Regions from separate parts of the Mus musculus genome. Here regions 2, 3, 4, 5, 6 and 7 are each linked to region 1. Evidence: chromatin contacts called from public ChIA-PET, HiChIP or PLAC-seq, Micro-C and promoter capture Hi-C data. All regions are on one chromosome and are shown on one strand. Each heading gives the region's core, a stretch centred on a gene start, on an enhancer-like site or on the middle of the called end of the contact. The rest is flanking DNA. Distances are from core to core; before and after follow the strand shown. Region 1 holds the start of Hmgcr (3-hydroxy-3-methylglutaryl-Coenzyme A reductase). Region 2 overlaps Sv2c (synaptic vesicle glycoprotein 2c). Region 3 holds the start of F2rl2 (coagulation factor II (thrombin) receptor-like 2). Region 4 holds the start of Sv2c (synaptic vesicle glycoprotein 2c). Region 5 holds the start of Hexb (hexosaminidase B). Region 6 holds the start of Iqgap2 (IQ motif containing GTPase activating protein 2). Region 7 overlaps Sv2c (synaptic vesicle glycoprotein 2c).

The links. Promoter capture Hi-C pulls out the DNA fragments that hold promoters and counts their contacts. Hi-C and Micro-C count contacts between places; a contact is called where the count stands out from the background. ChIA-PET counts read pairs in DNA pulled down with a chosen protein or histone mark. HiChIP or PLAC-seq counts read pairs in DNA pulled down with a chosen protein or histone mark.
Region 2: a promoter capture Hi-C map of hippocampal neurons shows a contact between it and region 1, with 3 times the contacts expected there. The contact joins the enhancer-like site here to the promoter of Hmgcr in region 1. A contact is called at or near these places in 4 of 39 promoter capture datasets (cranial neural crest, embryonic stem cells, hippocampal neurons and 1 more), 10 of 115 datasets of contacts at active chromatin or transcription factors (SST interneurons, astrocytes, cardiomyocytes and 6 more) and 1 of 9 other capture datasets (embryonic stem cells).
Region 3: a contact with region 1 is called in an H3K27ac HiChIP or PLAC-seq map of embryonic stem cells, with 4 times the contacts expected there. The contact joins the promoter of F2rl2 here to the promoter of Hmgcr in region 1. A contact is called at or near these places in 3 of 39 promoter capture datasets (hippocampal neurons, liver and neutrophils), 2 of 115 datasets of contacts at active chromatin or transcription factors (bone marrow-derived dendritic cells and embryonic stem cells) and 2 of 9 other capture datasets (adipose tissue and liver).
Region 4: a Micro-C map of embryonic stem cells shows a contact between it and region 1, with 4 times the contacts expected there. The contact joins the promoter of Sv2c here to the promoter of Hmgcr in region 1. A contact is called at or near these places in 5 of 39 promoter capture datasets (cranial neural crest, embryonic stem cells, hippocampal neurons and 1 more) and 2 of 484 Hi-C or Micro-C datasets (both in embryonic stem cells).
Region 5: a contact with region 1 is called in a promoter capture Hi-C map of neural stem cells. The contact joins the promoter of Hexb here to the promoter of Hmgcr in region 1. A contact is called at or near these places in 1 of 39 promoter capture datasets (neural stem cells), 2 of 484 Hi-C or Micro-C datasets (Th1 cells and regulatory T cells), 4 of 115 datasets of contacts at active chromatin or transcription factors (bone marrow-derived macrophages, effector CD8 T cells, memory CD8 T cells and 1 more) and 1 of 9 other capture datasets (liver).
Region 6: a promoter capture Hi-C map of hematopoietic stem and progenitor cells shows a contact between it and region 1, with 2.9 times the contacts expected there. The contact joins the promoter of Iqgap2 here to the promoter of Hmgcr in region 1. A contact is called at or near these places in 5 of 39 promoter capture datasets (the HPC-7 cell line, hematopoietic stem and progenitor cells, neural stem cells and 2 more), 4 of 484 Hi-C or Micro-C datasets (CD4 T cells, CD8 T cells, embryonic stem cells and 1 more), 4 of 115 datasets of contacts at active chromatin or transcription factors (bone marrow-derived dendritic cells, double positive thymocytes, memory CD8 T cells and 1 more) and 1 of 9 other capture datasets (liver).
Region 7: an RNA polymerase II ChIA-PET map of memory CD8 T cells shows a contact between it and region 1, with 61 read pairs. The contact joins the enhancer-like site here to the promoter of Hmgcr in region 1. A contact is called at or near these places in 2 of 39 promoter capture datasets (cranial neural crest and second pharyngeal arch cranial neural crest), 1 of 484 Hi-C or Micro-C datasets (CD4 T cells), 9 of 115 datasets of contacts at active chromatin or transcription factors (SST interneurons, bone marrow-derived dendritic cells, double positive thymocytes and 6 more) and 1 of 9 other capture datasets (embryonic stem cells).

The regions. Positions count from the first base shown.
Region 1 is chr13:96,668,789-96,672,474 of GRCm38.p6, reverse strand. Hmgcr (3-hydroxy-3-methylglutaryl-Coenzyme A reductase) reads left to right here and starts at 1,539. Exons shown (of 20, transcript NM_008255.2): 1 at 1,539-1,664.
Region 2 is chr13:95,993,862-95,997,818 of GRCm38.p6, reverse strand. The region is part of intron 4 of Sv2c (synaptic vesicle glycoprotein 2c); the gene reads left to right. Among named protein-coding and RNA genes, the nearest start is that of Gm24032, 99 kb to the right of the region's middle. Within about 2 kb of position 2,323, at least 15 of the 459 cell types and tissues checked have an H3K27ac peak or open chromatin away from gene starts, as enhancers often do. A contact at or near this core is called in hippocampal neurons, where this site is marked.
Region 3 is chr13:95,694,934-95,698,543 of GRCm38.p6, reverse strand. It overlaps F2rl2 (coagulation factor II (thrombin) receptor-like 2), which reads right to left and starts at 1,624. Exons shown (of 2, transcript NM_010170.4): 1 at 1,417-1,624. The coding sequence starts at 1,480. All of the region lies in intron 13 of Iqgap2 (IQ motif containing GTPase activating protein 2), which reads left to right.
Region 4 is chr13:96,130,495-96,134,253 of GRCm38.p6, reverse strand. Sv2c (synaptic vesicle glycoprotein 2c) reads left to right here and starts at 1,677. Exons shown (of 13, transcript NM_029210.1): 1 at 1,677-1,806. Gm29543 (predicted gene 29543) reads right to left here and starts at 1,529. Exons shown (of 2, transcript NR_167969.1): 1 at 1,475-1,529; 2 at 4-894.
Region 5 is chr13:97,195,855-97,199,618 of GRCm38.p6, reverse strand. It overlaps Hexb (hexosaminidase B), which reads left to right and starts at 1,262. Exons shown (of 14, transcript NM_010422.2): 1 at 1,262-1,593. The coding sequence starts at 1,358.
Region 6 is chr13:95,890,331-95,894,054 of GRCm38.p6, reverse strand. Iqgap2 (IQ motif containing GTPase activating protein 2) reads left to right here and starts at 2,133. Exons shown (of 36, transcript NM_027711.1): 1 at 2,133-2,391. The coding sequence starts at 2,346.
Region 7 is chr13:95,959,345-95,963,241 of GRCm38.p6, reverse strand. Sv2c (synaptic vesicle glycoprotein 2c) reads left to right here. Exons shown (of 13, transcript NM_029210.1): 13 at 1,779-3,799. The coding sequence ends at 1,962. Among named protein-coding and RNA genes, the nearest start is that of Gm24032, 64 kb to the right of the region's middle. Within about 2 kb of position 2,586, at least 124 of the 459 cell types and tissues checked have an H3K27ac peak or open chromatin away from gene starts, as enhancers often do. A contact at or near this core is called in SST interneurons, double positive thymocytes, forebrain and 4 more, where this site is marked.

The DNA of each region.
Region 1 (3,686 bases), core at 290-2,789:
ACCCTGGACATAAGAAACTTTTTGGAGTGTTTCGTAAAGATATGAACAAAGGCTCTATATTAAGCCAGTGGAAGGTAACTCTAGAAGCCCAGCTTTAGATGTGGAATGAAATCTTAGTTTTCCAATTGATTCAAGTTGTTTAGAGCATGTTCTTTGTGTGAAATGGGAGCAATCCCTATTTTATAACAACGATGAGACTCTAACCAGGTACTTTTTTAGTTTATGAAAAGTACTACTGAACATATAGTGTTTTAAGAGATGGCTCATCGGTTAAGAGCACTTCAGTTCTTCAGAGAATTCAGATTCAGTTTCCACTTACATGGCAGCTAACAACCATCTTACGTAACTCCAGTTCCAGAGGATCCCCCACCCTCTTCTTGCTATTCCTTGGGCACTGTTCTGTACATGTAGTGCACAGCAGCACACACACACACACACACACACACACACACACACACACAGAAACAGAGAGCGCACAAAAACAAAAGGAGTTATGTACCAATTGCTCTCTTTACGACATTTCCACATAAAACAGTAAGACAAGTCATAGACTATTACGGAAGTGCTATGGGCGTTCAGAAGAGAGATATGACATATGTTTGAGAGAATCAGGAAAGGAGGTGGCATATGAATGATCCTTGAGGTATAATTAGGATTTCAAAATTTAAAGTGGGTAGGTATATCCGGGCTAAACTAAGACCATGAGCAGGGGTGTCAAAAGCGATTCAGTACAATCGAAGGGTAAGTTACTCTAGGCTAACACAGGGATAGAGTTGTGTAGGTGAAATGGGGTTGGGCCATACTGGAGGCTGATTTAGGGGCAGGTGTATGGCATAAGAGGAAGATTACTGCAGCAGAAACGCCAGAAGCAGAAGGTGTAAGCACCCGAGAGTGGGAAGACCAGTTAGGAGAGGTTATTGCAAGTTTGAGTTAAGGGCTTGATAAAGGCCTTCAGCCAGCAGGAGAGCAGAGGGAATTCAGAGACGACACTGGAGAGGGACTCTTCAGCAAGAATCCAGTGTGCGACAGGTGACCTAGATAGCCGGAGCCATTAGCACTGATGGGTATGTCACAGGGGGTTTGGGCTGCAAGTCCCTGCCACATTTCGTTTTCTTTTTTAAATTCCTCTTTTTTTTTTTTTCAGAGCTCTACTACTTCCCCACAGATCTCTCTACTAACTGGGCTTTTTCTTTTCAACCTTAACCCGCGTTCACGCTCCAACTCTAACACGGTGGCCTCCCGTGGTCTTCCCACGGGGGCAAGACCCTGCAGGTCAAACTCTGAGTTCGGGGTACTCCACCCGCGGCATCCCCTGTTCCCCGCGCGGGCGGCGTCCTTGCAGGCGCCCCTCGGCTCGGAGACCAATAGGAAGGCCGCGATGCTGGGACCCGACCCGTCATTGGTTGGCTCTGCCGTGGTGAGAGATGGTGCGGTGCCCGTTCTCCGCCCGGGTGCGAGCAGTGGGCGGTTGTTAGGGAGACCGTTCGTGACGTAGGCCGTCAGGCTGAGCAGCCGCCCGACGATTGGCTAGGGGATCGGACGATCCTTCCTTATTGGCGGCCCGCTGGCGGCCTGGAGCGTGCGTAAGCGCAGTTCCTTCCGCCCGGGGCTCCGTTGGCTGGAGACGGCAGCTGGGCCGGCTTGGCCTCCATTGAGATCCGGAGGTGAGCTGGCGGACGCTGGGGACCGGCGGGACAGCGGGTCTCGCGCTCCGCCTGGGCTCACGAGGCGGCTGCGAACCGAGGGGACCGCGAGGACACGTCCTTGAGGCCCGGCGGCAGGGCGGCGGCCAGGGAACCCGTGGGCCGGGTGGGCCTGAGGGCCAGTGCAGCGACGGGGCGTCCGTGGGTTCAGTCCGGAGGGCGCTGTGCTGACCCGGCGGTCACGGTCATCCGTGTACGAGTGCCTGGCAGAGGGGACAGCGGGAGCCCTAGAGAACAAGGGTTCACGCCCAGGCGCTGCCTTGCGGCAGGACCCGTCTTTAAAGTGATGGAGATGTAGGCTGCAAATTGACCCGATCCGCGTGGGTACGGCAGGTTGTGCTCTTCCTAGTGGGCCCGGAGGAGGATGCGAGGTCTGTACAGGCACAGCTAGCCCTCCGAAGTCGGTCTCTCGACCTTTATGTTATAGTCTTTCTCCTAAGGGGCGTAGTCTCATTGATACTGATGTCAATTTACCTTATGCACCTATTGGAATTATTTGGTTTGAATGAAGAAAATGGCCTTAGAGGTTCGCAAGTAAAACAGTAGACTTCTGAGGTTGGGCGAAGTTAATAGTCTTTCATCGAAAGCGGACAGATGGAAATCTTTCCTCTCTTGAGGTTGTATCTTTTCGGGCTAAGGCCTGTAAAGGCACAGGAAACGTCTGTTACTGGCTCTTTACTTACAAAGTCGTTGTGTACAATTAAAGCATCACACGAAGTAGGGAATACATTTTGTTTGGTTACTTGTGATTTATTTGTATTTTATTTATCGTAGGGCAAAAGTCTTGGATCTACATTGGGCTGCGTTTTGTGGGCTTACTTGGTCGTAGTGCCTTTCTAGAACTTGACCAGGCAAGATAAAGGGTGTGCTTGCTCACACTGCTATATTTTTGTCTAATTTGTAGACTGTGAGCTATATTCTGGGATCAGTTTCTGAATCCTTAAATCTATCTTGAAATTGTGCTTTTTTTTTTTTTTTTAAGTTCTTAAAATAGTAGTTCTTTATGGTTCCACTTAATACTTTGGTCAGAGAACTTGACCATGAAGAGGAGATGGACTTAGAAACTGGTAATGTATGGTAAAGTTGGGTACAGAACTTGTTTTCTGTGCAAGGTGATGATGGCCCCCTTTGATGGATGGGTAGGTTAAGAATGCTGAGTGTTCATCCTGTTGGGATTAGACGTGGCTACAGTGTAGGATTAGGGGGTCTTACCCTCAAAGGGACAACCTGCACATATCAGTGTAGATATTTTCTAATCAAAGAGTGGGTTGTGTACTACCGGAAGAATGAATGGACTGGAAGAATCTCAGAGAAGCCTGTCTCTTGGCAGTGGTTGGTGGTTCTATTCCTAGATAGAATTAGAATTTAAGTCTGGTGAGTTTAAATTTTCAGCCATTTGAGGAGTCTGTGAAATGTTTGCTGTATACTGTATTTGGATAAGTAGGCAAGTTCTTTTATTGCAGCGCAGCAGAAAAGGGACCTTCCGAGCTTTCATAAACTGCTACACCGGTGTCACTTTGCCTAGTCACAGAGAAATGGGAGGTGCTCCTGAGAGACAAGTTTATAATTACGGTTACTTTTGACATACCTTTGTAACACTGCTCAGTTTGTAGTTCCAGGTAGGTGTGGTTCTCTGTGCTTGGTTGGATTGTGGAACAGGATTTTGTGTAATTTTTTCCCCTCAGATTATTTAATAATAATAAAAAAAGACAATGTACGTGCAGGGAAGAGTGGCAAGATTGCCAGGCCCCGGGAACCGAGCAGGGTGGGAGGTCTGGTGTGCCTGGGGTAGTGTGGGTATGGGGTTACTAGTTGGTCATCACATTGGGGCTCCTCATGATAGCAATTTACATTTTTCTCAGCGGAATCACTTTTAATAGTGATGAATAAAATTGACTCGTTAAGGAAGACTATTGAAGCTTTGTGGTGAAGGGTGGAGGACTGGAAGTGCTTTAGATTTACATTTGAAACTAATTTACCTTC
Region 2 (3,957 bases), core at 1,074-3,573, 680 kb after region 1:
GCCTCAAGGACAATTAGAAAATAGCTGGCTACCCCATGACATTCAGGCAACTGTTGAACCAATGGACACATCTTGCCTGGCAGGTCAGTCATTGTAACACTCAGAGCTCAGCACTGGGTAAACACACTGACAACTCTTCTTCCCTAGTAGCCTGCATAGCACTCCATAGGCCTACCACCATGAAAGCTATGCAGCAGGAAGGAAGGTTTTTAGGTCAGCCCCAGCTAGACATTTTTTTTTAACATTTTTTTTATTTAATTAATTTTTTTTTTCTGATGTGTGTATCTGGGCATCATATGAATGCAGCACCTGTAGTGGCCAGAAGAGGGCGCCAGATTATATGGGGACTGGAGTTCTAGATGATTGTTACCCTCTATGTGGGTGCTGAGAACTGAACCCTAGTTCTCTAGAAGAGTACCTAGTGTTGATGTTAAGTCATTTCTCCACACCTGCCTGTCCTATAACCAAAGTGTGCTGTGTTGGGGATTTCTGGGGCATCCCTGACCAGTAGTAGCACGTTGGGAATTGTCTCCTGCCCCATACTGAGATTCATTTAACTTGGGCCAGGTGTGATGCTACACACCTTTAATCTCAGCACTAGCGAGGCAGAAGCAGATAGATCTCTGGGAGTTGGAGGCCAGCCAGAGATCTTAATGAGACCCTATCTTAAAACAACAACAACAACAAAAGAGTAATAATAGCAATAACTCATATCTTCTGGTCATCCATCCACCCATGTAGGATATCTGTGTTCAAACTCCTTTTTTTAATTTATTGTATATTTAATTATAATGTACTTAAATTATTTAATTATTTTTAATTATTTTACAAAGTGGGTTTCCATACAGCTTTTGCATACAACCTAAGCTTTGGTTAAATTACTCCAACCTTCCTTCTTCAATGTCCCTCCATCCTCAACTCCCCAGGACTAAAAGGTCAGTCAGAGACACCAGTTCTCTTTTCTATGCAGACACAGAGTTGTCTCTGGACTTTTCTCCTGGGTCCCCATAGGTCCACACTGTATTTTTAAGCTCACATTGATCACAGGCAGAATCCCTGCGTTTCTTGAGAAAATGCCACTGTTGAATATTGGTGCCTCTATAATTCCAGTATCCCTTTTCTTCCTCCAGGCACCTGAGTCACTCAAAAGTCAAAGGCTTAGGGCTGTGATTTGGGTTTGCTTTGTTTTGTTTTGGTGTTTTCATTTTAAGTGAGAAGCAATAAAAGGTTATGTAAAGTTTATAAATTAAAGAAATAATGTCAGAAGAGAACAGTGCCCACGAGCCACCTCCTCCTACCTTGTGTAACTACCTAAAACAGCATAGTGCATTTCCAAACCATGGCCTTTCTAGATCAGATAATATGTTTTGTGTGCATATAAAAATGACATCACTGCTGTCCACCCTGTCTAGGGGGGGGCGGGGGGCAGCTTCTCTTTCTCTACTGGGAGGTTTTCCGAGTTCCATCAGAAAGAGCTGCCTCATTCTTGTCCGACACGAGAGTGGTTTTTATCGTATGGCTGGCTGTGCCACAGCTTAGCTTCCCATTTGCCCACTAACATCATTATTTATATTTCCAACTTGACTTATTTTGCTACAAACAAGAGATGAACAGCTCTGAAGTAGTACTGCCCAGCTGCAAGTAGTTAAACCTTAGCATCACAGATGGCACTGGCTACCCAACCTGAGTCGATAGCCAGAGATTCACGTTTTACACTGACTGCGTAGTTTTTATATTTTATGCCCACGACGCATTAAGGATATAAATTTTTTATTTCCGTAGCAATATCAGAAACCCACCTGATCACTCTCACTGCAGAAAATGAACTCTGAGCTACTTTAAGAGAATTTAGCTGGTCTTTGTCTTATGAGAGATCAAGATGAAAACATGCAGATAATTTATTTCTTAGCTAGTCAGACTTGACATCCTGTACAATAAATACTGAAGAGTTTTGATTTCTTTTAGTACATTGGATCTCAGTCTTGCATCTAAAATCTCCTGTCTTGACAAAGACAGTTTGTTGTTGTTATTGTTGTTTTGGTTTGGTTCTTTTGTCTTTTGTTTTTTGTGTTTGTTTTTATGTTTTGGTTTTTTTTTACAATATTGCATAAGTAGTTACCAGAATTCAGGCCCTCAAACTGGATACTGAGATAGCAGGGCTTCCAGGTTAAAGCCTAGGGGAAATGTAGGCGCCAGTGTCCTATGTGTGTGTCATATGCTTTGCCTGCATTCCTTGAGCAACAGGCAGCTGGAAGGCAGCCGAGGAGGCAGCCATAGGGCCCTGCAGCGACAGCAGGGGGAGGCTGGCAAGGGCCTTGGTTATTATGCAAGATCCGTCCCTCTTTTCTTTAGTAGCACCACATTGATTAGAGCCAGGCTTTCACTGCCTTCTGTACCGCCCTAATTGAGGCCCTCCCTTGCATGGAATTTACATTATCTGTGGATAAATCTCACAGCGTGACATTTTAATGAGTATTTTAGCAAAATCCAAAGGACAATTAGAAACATCAACTTTGCAAGGGTCATTTTTTTAAAGACAAAATAATAATAAATGTCACAGTGCCAAACGATGAGATTTGGTTTCAAAGAATCCATTACACTAAGTGCAGACGTGAAACGCACAGCCCGTTTTCCCGGCGGAATGGGGTTCGACCCTACAGTCCTCTTCTTCGCCCTGCTTGGAGATTGTTCTGAAGCGTTTGCCTAGAGTTTGTGTTCAGATTTAAGCTTCCTTGAAATGGCGCTCAGGAGAGCTGAGCCACGGTGATGGCGGTCAGGGATTCAGTCCTTCGTGTCTTTTTGTCTTGTAAGGCATCCGCAAGGTCATTTCTCAATGTACTCATGGGTGCCTGCCATCCTCACAGGCCCCAGCGTAATCCTGTGAATCTTTGACTCTTGTAGGCATGGGAGGAGGGGCATCCATTTCCCTTGCCAGGACTCCTCCCACTACCCAGGACACGCCCCCTCTCTTCTCGTCGTCAGTTATACAATAATGGGTAAAGGGTAACCAGTCTAGGATGGCCGTGCCTACTTCGTAAGCACAGGCTTTAATTCTAACGTTGACACTGTACATAGCTCAAAATGAGGAAAGGAATTTATTTGGAATTTTGACATTGTCTGACTTCAGAAAAGTCATCCCCATAACACTAACCAGCTATTTGGGGGCACTGAGGTGACTCATTTGTCATTGAGCTTAAGGACCTGAGTTCAATTCCCAGAGCCCACATAGTAGAGAGAGAGTACAGGTGAGAAATAAATAAATAAATAATATAAAATGTAATAAAAACTTTACAAATAAATCCACACAAAAATCAACATATGATTCAAGTGTCTAAGTCTATATTTTAAAAAACAAAACTGATGCACATAAATACCACATATAAATGTCCATAGCAGATTTATTAATAAATACCCTAAACTGGGAACGTCCTTTAACCCACTAACATACATGACAATTTGTATGAATCTCAAATGTATCATGCTAAGTATAAGAATCAAAGTTCTTATTCACAAAGTTACATACTGGCCAGGTATGGTGATGTGTGCCTGTAATCACACCCATGGGAAGTCTGAGACAGGAGGATTGTGAACTCAAGGCCAGTCTGGGCTGCATAGCAAGACCTCATCTGGAAAACCAAGCATCAAAAACCAAGCATCTGCCCTGTGGTGTGACTCCATTCGCACTGCACTCTGAAAAGGCAAAACTTTTTTTGTTTGTTTGTTGTTTTTTTCGAGATGGAACTCACTCTGTAGACCAGGATGGCCTCAAACTCAGAAATCCGCCTGCCTCTGCCTCCCAAGTGCTGGGATTAAAAGTGTACGCCACCACTGCCGGGCTGACAAAACTCTTAAGACAGAGGAGAGACCAGTGGTCACCAGGTTGGCTGGAGGAAGAGTTGACCCTGAAAAGACAATTAGCATCAGGGGAGTCTTGGGGTGACAGAACACACTGGTCAA
Region 3 (3,610 bases), core at 375-2,874, 970 kb after region 1:
CTTCCCTCCAAGGTCTGATGAGAAAGCTGATGAAACCAAGCACTAGTCAGCTTTCAGGAGAGTCCTGTGCTTGGGCAAGATACGTGTCTACAAACACACAGAAAGGAGACTGCTCCCCGAATATTTCAGATCGGGCACCCCCTAGATCTTCTATTCGTTAGAAACTGTCTTTCCTTCAGAATCGTGCTCCTTGTTCAATGTTATTTATAAAACGACACGCAACTGACTAGGATTTTTTTTTTTGGTTTCCATTTGGTGCAGTGTTTCTGAAATGCTCCCCGCCTGGGAGAAGGCTTCAGAGAGTCTAATCCAAAGAGAATGGCCCTCAGCCACACACACCCCACCTCACATCTCTCCAAGGCAGACTTCGAACCCACTGTCCCACCTCTCCTTAAGTCTCACTTCTCAGTCTCCCAAGCAGGCTAGCATCAGGAAGGAACTCCCTCTCATAACTCATTTCCTTGCAACCATGGCTCAGCTTTGTGGCTTCTCCTCTCAGAGAAACCATAAACCTAGCCAACCCGTGCTTGTACCGCCCCTGCCATGGGTCCCCTTAAGCAGGGAACTCAATTTAAGGATCGTTCCTTTTGCAGACGGCTGCCTTTTGTTTAAGTTGGTTTCTTCCCAGTTCCTCCTCCTAATTGATTGCCCTGTGGCCTGACAGAGTCCTGCATACAATCCTGTCTCAAAGTAGTTCATTTCAGAACAATGAGGAAGTTATATAAGCTACCACAATAGAAGACATGTTCAAAGTGAAATAATTATATTTGGGAAAGCTTATTTCTAAAATTATACATAACCAAATTATGCCTAAACATCGTATACAGACATATCCGTATAGACATATATACACACAGACATATATACATATATATGTGAGGGACAGAGAGAACTCCTTGGTTCTGAAACATTAAGAAAAGACGGTATTTCACCTTGGAAACACGTCACATCCCTGATTAATGTCACTGGCTGCTGAAACCAAATTACTTTTCCTGGCAGTATTTTTTTTCCCACCGGTGCCTCAACAGAAATTATAATATTTAGAAATTTGAAAAGATTTTTTTAATGCCTTGAAAAAGTGCAATCTTTTCTACATCTGAACATTGTACACATACAAACACTTCTCACGCCAAAAAAAAAGTGGTTTTTGACTTAATCATAAAGTCTTGACTCTGTCACAAATGTAGAGACACTACTAGTAGAGAAGAACGCTTGGTCTTTGACAAGGTTTGACTTGGGAACAAGCTTGAATATTTCCACGCTATATTACCCCAGGCTAAAACCAGATCAAATTGTGTCTTTGGGTTCACAGTTTCTAGGAGTTAACAAGAAAATTAGGGCATTTGACTCTGACAGCAGAAACCATCCACTCACCACTCTCTCACCCCCATGCTAGACCACAAGAAGGGGACTTACCACTTTGGCAAACAGTGACTGGCAGAAACAGCAGCCCAGCTGCAACCAAGATAAGGATTTTCATCTTGATGTCCTGAGACCCGGTTACAGGATGTTGTTAAGTATACAAAGTCACAGCGTAGATTCCCCTCAGCTCCATGTATGAGCAGCAAGTGGAAAGCTGAGAACTCTGCCAGCCTGGACTGTGTGGGCAGGGACTCGTCCTTGCCTCTACAGAGAAAGGATGTGGCCACTTGATGTTTCTGTCTGTGTGCATGACTCAGGCTGAGCCTCTCTGGAGGAGTTGCCATATCCCTTTTATCTCTTCCTCACCCCCTCCATTATTTCATTTAGAACCAGTGCTGTAGTTCTCCCAGGGGCTTGGAATAATGGCAGAGACTGCAGAGTCCCTTGCAAAACAAAGCTGAGAACAGGTGCTGGGAAGCAATTAGCTTTGAATCAATTCCACTGCCCCGGTTCTATTCCCTATGCCAAAACCCTAGCTCCAGAGTTACGCCTTCTATTTAACACAAGAACAGTCAGACATTACACTCCTGTGTAACAGTCAGACATTCACTCCGCCATGGTCAGAACGGCCTCTTCTTACCGTAAATGGGAACAAACACAGAGTTCCATGGTGTGTAGAGCGTGAGAGGCTTTGGAGCGCACAGGCCTACATGCAATGTCTTCATCAAGCCCCTCCCCTCAAGGCTCAGGGATCTATGCGGAAGAGAAGGCAAAAAGATTGTTAAGAGCCAAAAGGGATCGATAGCTCCATGGAAACAGTGTCTTCCGGATAAATCAGGACTGGTGCACATATGAACTCACAGAGAAGGCAGCATGCACAAGGCCTGCACAGGTTCAAGCCAAGGAGGGTCCCAGAGCTGAGAGGGGAAGGGGACTGGGGCTCCCACCACTAACCCAGAAAGTTCTGCAGTTGATACCCACTGGCAAAGGAAAGAGTGGTTTCCTCCAATGGAATCTCCTGGATGCCCTAGGCACATGTCAAGGTAGGCCCTACACCCAGGAGTGGTTGGCTAACACAAAGAAAATTCAGTGGGATTTTTGCAGACTTTTCATCTCCTACTGCTTTGTTTGTTTGTTTGTTTGTTTGTTTGTTTGTTTTTTCTTTTTTTTCTGCCTTAATGGTCTTTTTGTTTGTATATTTGGGTTTCCATTTTGTTATGCTTTTGTGGGCTTTGGTGTATGCATTTCTTGTTTCTGTTTTTATTATTTGTTTAAATATAGACAGAAAGGGTATGGCGTTAGGGAGGTAGGAAGGATCTGGAAGTTGAGGAGAGGGAAAAGCGATCAAAATATAACATGAAATTTCTTTTTCAAAAATCAAAATGAAATTGTGCTTTATTTCAAATTTTAGTTCCTAAACTGATCACATAGTTATAAACTGAATTAATCATGAGAAGCGAATACACCCTCCCTCCTCCATCTTTTATTTTGTTATTTTGTTCTTTGAGACAGAGTTTCATATAGTCTGGCTTGCCTTGAACTCAGGATGCAGTTGAGCTCCTGGGCCACCTCCTGCTGCCTCTGGGCTGCTGGGATCTGTGGAGCTGGACACTAAACCCAGGGCTTCTAGGACTCTATCAACAGAGTTACATCCTCAGGCCTGGCAAATATTTAAGAAGTTCAAATTGTATCAGAGGGATTAGATTGTTTCTAAATTTCACCTGAGGGTGATAGTACTTATTTATGACCCCAGCGCTTGACAGACGGGCCGTAGCAAGAGGACTGTAATGAGTTGAAAGCGGGCCTTGGCCATGTTGTGAGTTCTAGCCCAGCCTCAGGAACACAGTGAAAGTTTGTCTCAGAGGGAGAAAGAAGACAATTCTCTACCTGCCTTCCAATGCCCTGACAGCCCTTAGTGCCTGTCAGGAACTTAGTTTTATTGTGTCTGGGAAGAAGGTTCATTTGCCATTGATCAATGTGTCCTATGATAACTCTATAGGATAAGATAACAGGATAGATGCAAACCCCCCCCCAAAAAAAACTATTTGAACTGAACTAAATTAAAATCATAATAAAATATCGAAGAACAAGACCTTGCTTTATTCCATGAACTTTTTGTTTTGTTTTGTTTTGTTTTGTGACCTGGTTTCTTGGAACTCTATCTATAGACCAGGCTGGCCTTGAACTGAGATCCACCTGCCTCTGCCTCCTGAGTGCTAGGATTAAAGGTGTGCACCACCATAGCCAG
Region 4 (3,759 bases), core at 428-2,927, 540 kb after region 1:
ATGTTTTACCCCAAATAATTGTTTATTAAGTAAGAATGCACAGGAAGGATGTCTAAATGAGTGGGTTAATTTTTAACCATTCCAATCATTCATCTCACAGCACCACAGTAAGTGGTACAAACCGCAAAGCATTTAAGCAAAACACACAATCCAGATGGATTTTTCAAAGATCGGTCCAGAAACTGTAGGCTCAACAGGGCCTGGGAATCCTGAGTCTCGGAATGCCAGAGCAGCAAGGAGGGGCAGCCAGAGGTTGGAGGCTGGTTCCATTTTCCTCTCTTCATCTCATCTTGAATTGTGGCACACACGGATTATAGCAAGCTGGAGTTATCTGTCCCAGGCGGTCCACGTGGTCCCCACCAGCTTCTTTAGCGAGAGCCTCCAGACCGCCTGGATCTCTGAAGAGCCCGGCTGCTCTTCTCCAGCAACACAAACATTTACATGCATTGTTTACTTATGTATCGGCACAGCCAAGCATTTAGCCACCTATTCAATCTTTCAGGCTATTTACTCTCGCATGAACTCATCCAGGGAGAGATTGTGTGAGAGATCTACCCACTGCAGCTCCCACCAGCGCCTCGCTTTGTCTCGCTCCTCGGGGTTACCATTACAAGGGTAATGATTGCGCGGCGGGCACCTGCCGGGGGTCGGGGAGCTTCCAAAGTACACGAGTTTCACGAGAGCTCGGAGCTGGTAGGGTCTACTTTATGAGGATGTCTGGCTTCCCACTTTGTCCCTTCCGATGAGCGGATGGGTAACAGGATGACGCTCTGCCCTGCCAAGACGGAGTAGATACTTGGGTGTGGTCTCTCCAGGATGAGTTCCAGTTGGTATAGTCCAGCCCCAGCGCTAAGGTGAGGCTAAGGTTGCCGTTTCTCACCCTCTAAGGCATTCCTGAGAACAAGAGCAATATTCTCACCTCTCTCTCTCTCTCTCTCTCTCTCTCTCTCTCTCTCTCTCTCTCTCTCTCTCCTATTAAAAATGCTAGAAATCCCCCCACCCGGAGTTCCGGCTGCTCCCTGGCCCTCCCTGGTTTAGGGACACATACACACATCCCGCACGTGGAGTTCCTTCCGCTACACCCCAAGTTTTGTCTCGTGTGCTAGCATGGAGATTGGGGGGTAGGCGGGGGTGATCAGCTACTCCTGACTTACGGAAAGCCTAGTCAAAATTAACCAGTTCCAGGCTCAGAAACAGAACAAAAGCCCTCCTTCCCGAGGCACTGGCCTCCAGCAATCAACAATTTCCTTGTGCTTTGATGGACCCGACCCAAGGGGCTGCCAAACGAGCAGCGCACAGTCACACTCGGTGACTAATTCAGCACGGGTGCCTTATCGACGCCCCCCACCCCGCCTCCTCCTCCTGCTACAAACTGAGCTCTGACTTCTCCAAAAGTACCTGCCACTTGGAGCCAACCCCCACCGCACCCCTCCCCACCCCCGACCCGAACCGCAGCAACACCTCCGCATCATACCGGGAGCTCGCCCAGCCTTGCACAGCGCCCTCCTCCCCCGCGCGCCGTAACCCCCTCCCTGCGCATCGCTTGTACTCTAGCCACGCCGCCGCCCGCCACTGCAGCACCGAAGGGAGGAGGCGAAGGAGGAGGACCGCAGCGTGGCCGCCGGGAGCCACTTTCCCGCCCCTCCTCTCGCTGCCGACTAGCTCAAAGGAGTCACCACTGCGCGCGCTGCAGGAGAGAGTGGCAGACCGAGGCGGCCCCGGGCTGCAAGCGGAGGGGTGCTCGCAAGGCGACGGCTGCAGTGCAGAGCGGTGGCTCAGGGCAGGGGGTCCCCGGCGCCTGAAACGGTGAGTAAGGAGTCCCCCGCAACCGTGGCAAGGGCTCGTTCCGTGCTAGGTTTTTCTTCTGTGCCGGGAGACCCAGCGTTGTAACCAGAGAACTTTTTGCAGCCTTCCAGAAGCGCAACTAGCGCAACTTTGCCAGCTCTGGCCCGGGAAAAGCGGCTGCAGGTGAGGCAGGCTGCCCGCTGGGTACCTGTGTTGGGATGGCAAGCAGGAAATCTCACTGAGGCAGTCGAGTGGCCCCGGGTTTACTAGGCAGAGGCAGGTTAAAGGTGCGCTATGTTCGGGATTCAAGGGCAGGTGGGTGGGCAGCTGCAGGCATCTCCCGACTTCTTTGGGGGCGCAGGGGTGGGGGAGTTTCAGGGAGGGCTGGAGAGACTATTCAAAACAGGCAGCCGGGAGCGCCCACTATCAGCGAGCCATCCCCGCAGCCTCTGGCTCAACTTTTTCTGCGGGGAACCCTCTGCAGATGTGCAGAAGTGGTTGGAAAGCACGGGGAGCCGCAGTCGGCTCTGCGGGAGGCTAGCAGAAAACCCGTCAATTTTCAAACTCTTACACACACACACACACACACACACACACACACACACACACACACACACAAGCTGAAAGCAGGAAAGCCTGCTGTGGCCCTTTGTAAGAATCAACACTTCTCCAACACTGCACCTCTATTGAGCAAAACCCTATCGAGCGTCCACTATGCGCCTAGGGGCGCAGCGAAGCGCATCTAAGAGTGAGGATTTCTTAGGAGAGGGACTGTCCCCAATGATGATGATGATGATGATGATGATGATGATGATGATGATGATGATGATGGCAGCAACAATTACTACCGAGGTATCTAATTTAAGGACAAGAGGAAATGGGCGACAGGTCACCATCTTCTCTTGGTGGACTTTTCCTCTCCAACTGGGCTCTAGAATCGAGAATACTTTCTCCCGCGAACTGGAACGCCTCTGGCCAGGAAGGAAAGAAAGATTTTAGAATGCCGGGATGAACTTGGCTGGGGAAGCCAGCACCCCACCTCAGATACAAGGAGCATCTCTGTGGGCGTGCGGGAACCTCAGTCCGCCACGCGCGGGGGCGGAGAGGGAGGAGCTGAGTCACCAGCTCTGGAAGTACCGCCTGGACCATGGGAGCGGGGGGGGGGGGGCGCTCGCGTCACCCTCTACGTGTGGGCGTGATGCAAATACAGCCCCGCAAGGGGAGGGCGCGGTGGAGGGAGGGCTAGGAGACCCAGCCTGTCTGGGAGCGCGCGCGTGTGTGCGTCAAAGGCTCCGGAGTGATGGATGCCCTGTGGCGCGCCCTGTGCAGACGGCAGCGACTGGAGGGACTCGGGTGGGAGGATAGACTGCGGCAGGGGTGGCAGGGGATGCCGGGCAATACAGAGGCTGCAGGCAGGCAAAGAGCTCCGCAGTGTGCCGCAGTGGTAGCACTGGGAAGGCGTCGTCTCAGCAACCAGGATTCCCCCGGGTGCCCAGACATCTTTTAAGTCTCTGAGGGATGCCCAGATGTTCCTTTCTCCCGTCAGACTCCCTTCCTTCCTGCATAGCTGATTGACTAAGAAAACGGGCGGGGAGGGGGGCGCTTTTCAGTTTACTTTTTGTCCTTAGCAGGAGTAAGACAGTTCTTTCAGAGTCCATTCATTTTATGTTAGCAAGCTTCCTAGTGCTCAGGCCAATTTTTCAAGCAAATGCTTTCTTGGTTGAGTTCCTCAGGTTCTCTAAAGCCAATCCTTTCCTAAGGCTTTTGGCAGAGGCCTGGCATCTAAGTGGGATTTGAGAAAGGCTTAGAAAAAAAAGTGGCGCTTTGGTTTTTTAAACCATAAAAATTCGTGTTGAAAGTACTGTTGGCTGATCTTGGACTCCCTGACAGAATATTAAAAATCCCATCTTTTTTTTTTTAATTTAAAATACATTCTGGGAAGCCTATAGCAAATGCCTTGACTGAATGAGCCCA
Region 5 (3,764 bases), core at 13-2,512, 530 kb before region 1:
TTAAGGGAATTTACTGTGATGACTTACAGCCTGTAGTCCAACTAACCCAACAATGGTCAGCTGTGAATAGGAAGTCCAAGAGTCTAGTAGCTGCTCAGGCCCACGAGGCTCATTGTTTCAGCTGGTCTTCTGCAGAAGTAGGTTCTAACAGATGTGTTGGCAACTAAGTGCAAGCAGGCGAAGAATGAATCCTCCTTCTTCCAAAGTCCTTATGTAGGCCTCAGCAGAAGGTGTGGCCCAGATTATAAGGTAAATACCAACAGGCTTGGATCTGGGACTTGCTTTGTTCCAGGCTGACCTTGAACTCAAAGCTCTCCTTGCCTCATTCTCCTGGGATTAAAGGTGTGTCCTACCTAGCCTGGGCCTAAGCTTTTCATGGCCACTATGTCTCAAGATCTCTGTGTCAAGATCTAGGTCAGAATCTTGTGTCTCCCAGCCTCAAGATCTGGATCACAGGTGAGCCCTCTAATTCTAGATTGTAGTTCATTCCAGATATAGACAAGATGACAACCGGGAATAGCCCCCACAATGTGTATGGGTGTTTTATCTGTATGTACATCTGTGTACCACATGCGTGCCTGGTAACCTCAGAGGCCAGAAGGGTGAAGTATTCCCTGGGACTGGAGTTATTGGCAGTTGTGAGCCACCAAGTGGGTGCTGGAAATTGACCCCCCCCCCCGGTTCTTTTTGAGAACAGAGTTCTTAACTGCTGAGCCATCTCTCCAGCAATCTTCTAGCATCTATTTACTTACTAAGTTGCCTTCCTGTGATTAGACATACTGTAATCTCTGATTACACATATGCACGTTCGCCCTAGCTAATCGTTATAAAGGTCCTTGGAAAACTATACATCGACATTAATCTCCACTACAGAAATATTCTCTTTGTATCACTTTAATATTTATGTAGTCCATCGCGTCTATCCCAAGTTTTAAATGCTCCCCCTATCTATTTTTTTTTCCATGCATAAATTTTAACCTCCCATTACTTCCAAAGTCAACTCCTGGGAATTCTGACTCGGGAGGTTTTATCAATCAGAGTCCACCACCGTCAGATTTAGTGACAAAAACACTACCTGAAGAGTGGAGGAAGAGACAGGTCTTGCCTGTCAGTGGGCTGCACAAACAAGTTCCTCAGGCGTGACAGGCGTGAGCCACACCCCAGCATCCCGGCTAGAGCGCGACCGCCTCTGCACCGAGCCTGCCCCCAATTTCCGGGCCAATCCCCTCTCGGAGGCGGAGCCCGGGCGGGGAGCTCGGTCATCTGACTTGGTGACCCGGGCACGGATGCTTTCTTCCCAGCGACCCAGACTGGAAGGTTGGTCCAAAGACTGCCTAGCCAGACTCGCGGAGCAGTCATGCCGCAGTCCCCGCGTAGCGCCCCCGGGCTGCTGCTGCTGCAGGCGCTGGTGTCGCTAGTGTCGCTGGCCCTAGTGGCCCCGGCCCGACTGCAACCTGCGCTATGGCCCTTCCCGCGCTCGGTGCAGATGTTCCCGCGGCTGTTGTACATCTCCGCGGAGGACTTCAGCATCGACCACAGTCCCAATTCCACAGCGGGCCCTTCCTGCTCGCTGCTACAGGAGGCGTTTCGGCGGTGAGCAGCCCCACCCAGCGGGGAGGGGACCTTGGGCACAGAGAAGGATCGCCGGGCTACTTGGGTCTCACAGGACTGGAAGACAGCATGACTAGCCAGTCTAACTTAGGTCCAAACTTTGCAGACTGAAGCCCAAGACTTGACCTGTTCATGCTTCTTCTTTCGCGCCCTAGGTGCTCAGGGACCCTACTTAGGATGGGTTCCGAATAACAACGGCCGGGCGTGGTGGCGCACGCCTTTAATCCCAGCACTCGGGAGGCAGAGGCAGGTGGATTTCTGAGTTCGAGGCCAACCTGGTCTACAGAGTGAGTTCCAGGACAGCCAGGGCTATACAGAGAAACCCTGTCTCCAAAAACCAAAACAAAACAGAATAACAATGGAACCCGTGACTCTGCTGGAGTCAGTTTGTTGGGCCTCAGATGGGCAGTTGAGATGACTCCAAAGATAGGGAGGGAACAAGGTCCTAGCCTGCAGAGTGAACCTCCTCTGAGTGCATCCTTAGATACGGATCTTTTAAGGGCCCTAGGTATCCCCAGTGTCGCTTTCAGCTCCGTATGTGGCAACAATTCAGATATCTTTAGTCTCTTCAGTTTTTTTTTCGTTAAGTGTATATGACTGCATGAATTTATGTGTACCGCATGTGTGGAGATACCTGCAGATGCCCAGGGCATGAAATTTTGGAGTGAGCCCCTAATGCGGGTGCTGAGAGCCGAACCTGGGTCCTCTGTAAGAGAGTAAGAGTTCTAAACCTCTGAGCTCTGGGGTGGTAGTCAGGGGAATGGGGGAAACCTTAAGTTGAAACTTTATAGGAGACCTCCCCCTTCCGAGCTATGTTCCATACCTAATAATGTTAGGTATTCAAATGTTAGTCTTTCCAAATGGCCTTTCAAGTGGCTCTTAAGTAACATCTGCTTTTCTTCTTGTTTTCCCAACACTTGGCAGTAGTTGCTCTGTCTTCCTCTCTAATAGGTTTCCTAAAAACCCTTGCCTCATTTAGCACTTAACTGTCAAGCCGGGCATTCTCTGGGCACAGAGTGCCAGCCATAGGTAGGCACCCTTGCCAAGAACAGGGGCTGTGCTAACCTTATTGGTTGCAGGGTAGATTGTATTTGGGACGGTATTTGAATGGGATCCCCCCTCTGCCCTCTCGATTTGAGACCTGGGCGGAAGGGTCTGCCCCCTGGGAACTGTAATTTGGTGCTAGCTGTGTCGCCTGCTTTCACTTCTTCTCTGTGTCTGGTGCATATAGCTATAACTTGATTTTGCCTGCAGGACACCAAACAGCTGACCAGGGAATGCAAAACAAAGTTAAGGGTGGGTGTTTTAGGCTCTTTGCTGTGGAAGGTTCAGTGGAAGAGGCCCTGATGCAGCAGAAACAGCGGGGGTTCTCTGCCACAGAAAGGCTAATGCTTTGCTTATAATTTGCACAACTAAGAGGGTACTGTCACCCTATTTTGGAGGCCTGCTCTAAAAAGCCTTTGGAGTTGAATTGCTAATGGGCTGGAATGCTTTGTGGCCCACAGGTAGAGCGAAAAATGTACAACTAAAGTGCCTGGTAGTATTGGGGTATCCCGGATTGTAGCCCAGCTACTGGACTGAATAACGTCTGAAAAGCGGCTTGCTTGATTTAGAGCTGGCGGTCAGGCTGGATTTTCCTTTTGCCTTGCTTGAGCAGGCGAGTTACTTGTTAATGGATACAAAGTGACAAAGGCTTGAGTCAGCTAGGAGGTAGTTTGAAAACAGGCTTGCCATCTCACAATAAGACCTGGTCATTGTCACCTGGAGGATTTGTCCAACTAATGTGTGGCCAGTGTGGGAAGTAGCTAGTAATCGCACCTGGCGTTGTTTGGAAGCTGGTTGGGTTTTTCTGTTTGTTTGTTTGTTTTTCGAGACAGGGTTTCTCTGTGTAGCCCTGGCTGTCCTGGAACTCACTCTGTAGACCAGGCTGGCCTTGAACTCAGAAATCCACCTGCCTCTGCCTCCCAAGTGCTGGGATTAAAGGCGTGCGCCACCAACTGAAGCTGGTTGAATGCATTTGGCTGAGCATTCTAGGAGTGACTCTGGCAAGCATGGTAGGGTTGGAAGTCTCTGGAAATGCAGGAGAATTCAGGGAACCCCAGGTAATGAACATTCATACAAGCTGTTCAGAGTTCAGCGGCTTCTATCAGTAA
Region 6 (3,724 bases), core at 884-3,383, 780 kb after region 1:
ACTTACATCTTTGTGTTTATGCAAACATAGAGGATAGATTTCACTCTATCCAGCCCACCTATGACTTGTTAGCATTGAAGGACCTTCAGCCTGTCTGCAAGAAAGCATCATGCTTCCTGAGGTCAACTTCATAGAAGCTCTTCTTTCCTAACGTCTTCTATAGCCCCTTCCATCCAACATCAGCATCTCCACCTTGTTTGCTCTAATACATTTTGTAATCTGGCCAGAACTCACCTTTTCTCAAGTCCAGAACATTCTGCGATTCTTATGCTCAAAACCAAGAAGTCATGGGTGGTTGTTGTAGCCCTCATATGCAAGCCCAGCTCCTGGGAGATTGAGGCTGTGGGGTCACAAGTAGGGCAAGATCCTGTCTCAAAAATAAACAAACAACAAAACCACCCTAGAACGCCTTTAAGGGCTCTCAAATGTCCCTTAATTGTCATAATCGACCACTTGGTCTGACATTCAGAAAGTGCTCTGCTGCTTAGTAATAGGTTCCCAGCCCAAGCTCAGGTTCCAGCTCATGGCTCCCATCCTTGCCTGTCTCTTAGGATAGGATGTTCTCCACCCAACTCTTGCCTATTTTCAAACTCCACCTGACACCACACTTTGAAATCATACCACCTTCTCAGGCCATTGTGGTTTACAGCGATTTCCTCCCACCTCTCCTCACATAGACCATCTACTTCTTGAGGCCCTGCATCCTGGTGTTCATCCTGAGAACTGATGTGTGAGGAGTTCATCTTTGATGCACAGAATACGCAGTGCGTTTTAGAGTCCAACATGGCGTCTCTGAGACATGGAAGAAGCCTGGCTGACAGGCTGGTCACAGGATGAGTATTGCTGACCTGTGGCCATAGCATTAGAAGCATCTACTTTTGTGGGGAGGAAAATCCCTTTCATCCCATTCCAACAGGGTGAGAATCCAATGTCTCTAGGGGTGGGGGTGGGGAATCCTCTCGCTCTCATCTGATGAGACTTCCCTCTTCCTGTGCACCTAACTCATAGGCTGGCACAACTTCAGCTTCACTGACCACTTGTGAGAAACGCAAGTTCATGAGCCTCAACTCAGACCAACGGAACTGGAGGCGGGGCGGGGTCCAAGAGTCTGAATTTCAAGTTTCAAGAGTTCATTGTGTCTCCCAGAAAGCAGCTGGCTGCTCTCTGTAGATTTGCTTAATTAAAGGTGACTAGTGTCGCTAGACCACCTTTCTTCGGCTAAATCATCTCTTATGACCCTCTCTTTTGATGATTTTTTTTCAGTCATGTGATCACCCACATGCCCCACGTTTGTGAAAAAGCAGTGGCCCATGTTTGGGGGGGGGGGGCTCCCACATTCCTCCAGGCTCCAAGCAACCGCATGAAAACCGTGCTTTTAAAACAGCTACTTGTGGTTTCTGTCTCAAAAGCTGAGCCGGAAAGGGGTTTGTGGTTGTGCGACCCCGGCTGGGCCTGAGCGACAGTTTTGCACATTGGGGGCGGGCTGGCAGAGGGGTGGGCGGATGACTGGCAGTTGTGTTCTGAGTGTTGTTTGGAGGCTGTTAATCTTGCTCCTGCAGCCCGCGCACGAGCTCACCCTTACCGTTTCTTGTCAAGAAAGGGGAATCCTGTGTCTCGTAAGCCAAAAGTCATAAACAACTTTCGTTTATACCCCTAAATGCGAGAAGCAGGCGCTCGCGGGGCTCGGGGGTGGGGTGGGGAGGTGAGTGTGTGAGGGTTGTCCCCGTGCAATCTCTCTAGAGGAAAAGGAACTGCAATGTTTGTCTCTCAGTCACTGAGCAACACCCAGGCGAACTGGGTGCCTGTGGTCTGCTGTGGTTTTTCTTGCTCTTCCCTGCGCTGGTTCACTTCCACCCTCCGGATGCTCCAAGTCGCCCTCCATCTGTGCGCTGGGCTCCAGCTGCAGGGGTCCAGGGTGCCTCTCAGCCCCTTCCTCTCGCGGGAGGCGGGTCCTCGCAACCGGGCGCTGCGCTGTGCGGCCAGTAGGGGTCGCTGCACGGCGGCGCGCTCCCACCGCGGTGAATAACGGGGCCGGGCGGGAGGAGAAAGGAAACCTGCTGGGGGAGGCGGTACGGCCCGCGGGCGGGCGGGCGGGCGGGCGGGCGAACGAGCGAGCGAGCGAGGGAGGAGATAGTTCACTTTTGCCCCGGTGTCAGCGAGACGCGGCCGCCGCAGGCGCGAGTGAAGGAGCACCGAGGGAGCGGAGCGGTCAGCTCCGAGAAGCCGGGCGAGGGCAGCCCAGAGGTGGGATCGGAGCGCGCCCGCCGGGCGCGGAGCCCGCGAGCCTGGCCAGCGAGGGAAACCACGGGGGGCGCTCCCCGGGAGGGCCCCCAGAGCAGCGCAGGATGCCGCACGAAGAGCTGCCGTCGTTGCAACGGCCCCGCTACGGCTGTGAGTGTTCGGGCTCCCGTTGATCTCGGGGCGCCCCTCTCCCTGGGACGGCGTTGGGGAGGCCGAGGGGCTTGAGGGCGCGCTGCGGAGGGCAGCGGCTGGCAAAGTTGAGAATTGGAATTGCAAAGGAGCAGGGCGCGGATTTCCAAGCCCCTTTCTTCCAAATTCCTAATTGCAGCTTCCAGCTAAGTCCCTCCACCTCGCAAGCCTCAGCAGCTCTGGTGCAGATCAGGTTGTGGTTTAGGGGTATCAGGTGAGGAGCCCGCCTTGCTTTGGGCGCTGCCGGCTCGAGCCAGAGGGTGGCGTAGGGGATCCGATGCTTCCCACCCAAAAGGGGCGGAAAGTTTGTTTGCTGTCGCTACAGGTGGGCAGCGCAGCTCCTGTGCCCGCGCGCTCTGCGAGAGGTGAAGGCACTTTCCTGGAAGGGCAGGCTTCTCCTACTAGTCTCTTTTGGGCCTCACCTGAGCAGCTAGAGCCACTTAGGCCCCACAGGTGTGAGGCCCTTCCAGCCAAGGCCTCCAGGGACACGTACCGCCCCCAGCCACTTTCCCGGTGGCTCTCCCCGCCCCCGATCTCCTGCGCGGGAGGATTTCTGTAAGGACAGACTCTGAGCCGGTCTGATTGAAAGTGACGGTGTCGGTTACCCAGCCCCGGGCTGCCGGCGGCGGAAAGAGGTGGCTTTGACTAACAAGAGGGAGCCAGATTATCGCCAACCACGTGGCCCCTTGTGCAGAGTTCAGAGTCCTAAATATGCGCTAGGAAGTATTTCCTTTAAAACAAACAGAACGCTGGCTTCTTCTCCCGGGTTGGCCCTGTCGACAAACGCATGGCCACGAACCATGGGTTAATCTTTTGCTTGGACTGGTCTTGTTAGACGCAGTACCAGGTTTAGGTTAAGGTGGTGACAACTGCAACAGAGTTAGTGTGTTCATGTGGTTTGTGGTGTTTGGTAGGAGCACGGATGAAATTTTTGGAAGAGGGTCGCCAACTTCCCTAAGTCAGTCAGTCAGTCTCTCTCTCTCTCTCTCTCTCTCTCTCTCTCTCTCTCTCTCTCTCTCTCTCACACACACACACACACACACACACACACACACACACACACACACACACACACACACACACACACACATCCCAGTCTTGGAAGGGACTGTCAGAGGTGAGAGGTTTGTTTTTTCCTTGTGACAGCAAGGAGCCAGCTGCAGTTTCTGTAAAGTGAGAAAATGCATTCAGCCACCCAGCATTTTGCTTGCAGCCTGCCCAGTTTGCAGTGGATAAACCACTCAGAGAGCTCCTGGGGCTGGAGGAGGAGCCCTGTGCTCATCTGGTGCTTGCA
Region 7 (3,897 bases), core at 1,337-3,836, 710 kb after region 1:
GAATCCAGGTCCTCCTGTCTTCACAGTCAGAACTGACAGGAACTGAGCCATCTCTCAGCCCATGGCGACACTACATTAGCTCACCATGAACTAACTTGCTCGTTCATTCCTAATGCTGAACACCACTAATCTGAAAGGCCACATGCTTGTGAGTTTCAGACTGTAAAGCACTTTGGACGGCAAGTTTCTGGATGAAAGTATTCAACTAGGAATGGCTGTGCACACACTCCAAATTCTAACCTGAAACAGCTAAGGTCCCACAGGTTCCAGATCAGGCGTGCTCAGGCTGCATTTGTTCTCCACCCACTAGCAAAAACATACTTGGTACCTAAGAGGAGGACACACCTCTTGAAAATTCAGTTGACTTTAATTGTTTAAAAATCAAGCACGGACTGGAGCGATGGCTCAGTGGTTAAGAGCACTGACTGTCCTTCCAGACAACCTGAGTTCAATGAATTCACAGCCATCTGTAAGGGGATCTGATGTCCTCTTCTGGTGTGTCTGAAGACAGCAATAGTGTATTCATATAAATAAAGAAATAAGTAAGTAAGTAAGTAAGTAAATAAATAAATAAATAAATGTTTTTAAAATTGAGCACATTATACTGACCTGGCAGCAAATACCCTATAATCATAGTTCTCAAGAAGCTGAGACAGGAGGATTGTAAGTTAAGTGCTAACTGATTCCTGCAAGGTCTCTGATCTCCACATACACACTAGATGAATAAATGAGTATAAAAATAAAATCTAGGAATATTCATTTAGATAACTAATAAGAGGAAAATGAAAATAAAATAATCCTAAAGAAACCCATTGCCAAATCACTATCAATAGGGTAAAGCATTGGAAGGGACCTGGGTGGGTCCGGGTGTGCTGTTAAGAGATCACCCTGTGCAACAAACCTAAAGCAAGAGGTTTGGGGGTGGGGTAGCAAAAACAGTCTCAGAGTGGGGACATGAGACAGACAGACTGAGAGACAGTTAAAACGAGAGGGACAAAATGAGAGAGAGAAAGAGAGAGAGAGGGAGAGAGAGAGAGAACACACACACACCGTGATGTTGACAGATGCCCTTTAAAGGGTCTGTGTTGCATAGCAACTCTTAGCGGTGGTGGGAACTCTTAGCTATGGTCGAAATGCACAGCACTGGATGCTGACGTAAGTAAACTACAGGTGCTGAGTCGCTGAGAAGCAGGCTGATAGTGTCTGACAGACGGCAGTTGTATTTTATACTGGAACAAAATTTGAATTTCCTTATTTCCTCTATTTAAGAGGTGTCACCAAGATTCTGGACACTTATAAAACAAATAACAAGTCACTTTTGTAAAGACTTGAGAGCCTGCTAGATCGCCCAGTCCCACTCCCTGGACAGAGGAGGTGGCCCAGCTTCTCCCAAGCTAAGCAGAGGCTAGCTGACTCCTACGGAAAGAGGCTTTAAGCCTGCTTTTATCCTGAGAGGACTTACACGGAGTGAAATTAACTTTTACTTAGTAGAACCATCCTTCCAACACATTGGACCAAGAAAGAGCTTTTTTTTCTTCTTCTGTACCAAAATAAGAGTCAGTAGAGTCGTACGTACGTCATCAGGAGACCGGCCGCAGCAGTGACAGCTGGCTTCTCTGCCTCCGCGTTTGCTAACAAGCATTTTAATTATCTGCTTCACTAACATACGGCACAAACCACGTAAAGACCATCAGGGTGACTGCGCAGAACGTGTAAGTTTAAAGCTGGACTCCCGAGCATCATTTTCTAAACCTTGACTGTGTTTCTGTCCCTTGCAGAGCAACGGGCTTCGGCTTCTTGAACGCCCTCTGTAAAGCGGCGGCCGTCCTGGGAAACTTAATCTTCGGCTCCTTGGTCAGCATCACCAAAGCCATCCCCATCCTGCTGGCTTCCACTGTGCTCGTGTGTGGAGGACTCGTGGGGCTGCGCCTGCCCGACACACGAACCCAGGTTCTGATGTGACGTGACAAAAGCCATTCCCTTCCTCCCACCGTGGGTCGGTCGTATTGCCTGACTCAAAGCTTCAGAGTTTTAATGTATAGAAAGGTGGCCAAGTATCAGAACACAAACTTTTGCTGTGATGTAACGTGTAGCTGCGTATTGTCTTACCCCGCCAGTGTGATTTGCAGGGTTTCCCGCCCCCCCTCCCCCCGTGCACTGTTAGCTTTTCCTAACTGTGATGTTCCTGCTTCTCAGTGCCCAGTGGAAGTGTTCCTAAAATGTCTCAGTTGACCAGGCTTCCCCAAGGACTACATTCACCAAGAATCTAAAAAGTCTGTGCTGGTGTAAGAAATAGACCCTGCTGGCGACGCTCTACTAACAGGAAGTTTAAATTGGCATAATTTTGTGCTGAGGAAAGGGATTTCTTTTTCTTCTTTTTTCTTTCTCTCTTTCTTTCTCTCTCTTTCTTTCTTTCTTTCTTTCTTTCTTTCTTTCTTTCTTTCTTTCTTTCTTTCTTTCTTTCTTTCTTTCTTTCTTTCTTTCTTTCTTTCTTTCTTTCTTTCTTTTTCTCATACCGAGTGATACTTCCTGTTTTCTTAGAAAAAAGACAGCCTGCCAGCCACTCTAGCTGTTACAGCAGGGGGTTTCAAGACAATTGTGTGACACCAAGCACTTCTGGGCGGGGCTCTTTTGGGCAGGATGATTAGGGTGGTTTTGTTAACAAGAAAAGTTTAAAGTCTATCCCCACTTGGCAACGAAACCCTACCTGAGCAGCACAAGGCAGATTTTTAGATAGAAATTGGAATTCACAACCAAAGCCATTTGGGAAACACAGACGGGAGCCTCTCTTGTACGGTCCCTTGCGGGTCAACACCACCCACCCTCCTTTGATCAACTGTCCACTGTTACATTTTTAGCCCAAATCTCCACATCAGGTCATGTCCCTCCAGTGTCCCCAGGCTGTGGGCTCCTAGCCTTGTCTCTGGACAGTTTTTGAGCCTGCCTGCTCTCCCCAGCAACCCTCCGGCAGGCAGGACAGCATTTCCTGGTGGGTGAATATCTGTTTTACCTCTGGAATCTTCCTGAGCATGGAAGGAGGGAGGGGTCAGCAGGACGTTCCCACGGGCCAGCTGTCAGCTAAAGGACCTTCGAGTCTCTTGCCCGGTGCCCCTCCCCCAGGCCCATCCTTTTACGCGTCTTTGAAATCTGAAGCCTCCTTGTAGATTTGCAGCCTGTGATAGCAACCATCGTAAGGCCTGTGTTTAAACAGCATTCTTTGTTTAACTGCCTCTGTCTTGTTGGAGGGGGAATCCTCTTTGCTTATTTTACGCTTTTCTTGCATGACCACAGCCCCGGGCCTTCCAGAAAAAAGGAAACTTCTGTTCCCAAGAATCTGTTCAGAGATGGCCCTGCTCCCTGGAGTCCCCTCTGCCTTGCCTCCCTTCCCCTCACATGTTCCCTGATCCCTCCTGGAGCTGAAATTCTGTGAAAAGCTCTTTGATTAACATAAACCATTAATCCACTGCCCCCATTAAGTAATGCAGGCGTGGTGGAGGGGGCAGCCTTGAGTTAAGATGGGAAGCTGCAGAGAGAAAGTGGTTCCCTGCAGATAACCTGAGTACTCAGAGCCTGGACATCCAGGCTATGAGAGCCAGAGCTGCAGAGCTGACCAGGGAATCTTCGAAGCATCATTGATTGATTTGAAAGACACCAATGAGGCAGGGCCAGAACAGAACTCGCTTCTGTTTCTCATCCCTGGGAAACAAATCTGTGTTTCAAAAACCTAAGGAGTATCTATTTTTTTTTCCATGCAGGCTCATTTCTCTCTCCTATTTGCACCATGGTTGTTTTCTTTTTGAAAAAAACATGTTTGAGGCCCAGAGCAGACCTTTTGGTTGAATGTGGCATGCAACAAAATTGCTGCAAAAGTAAGATATGAATCCCTATCTTCCCATT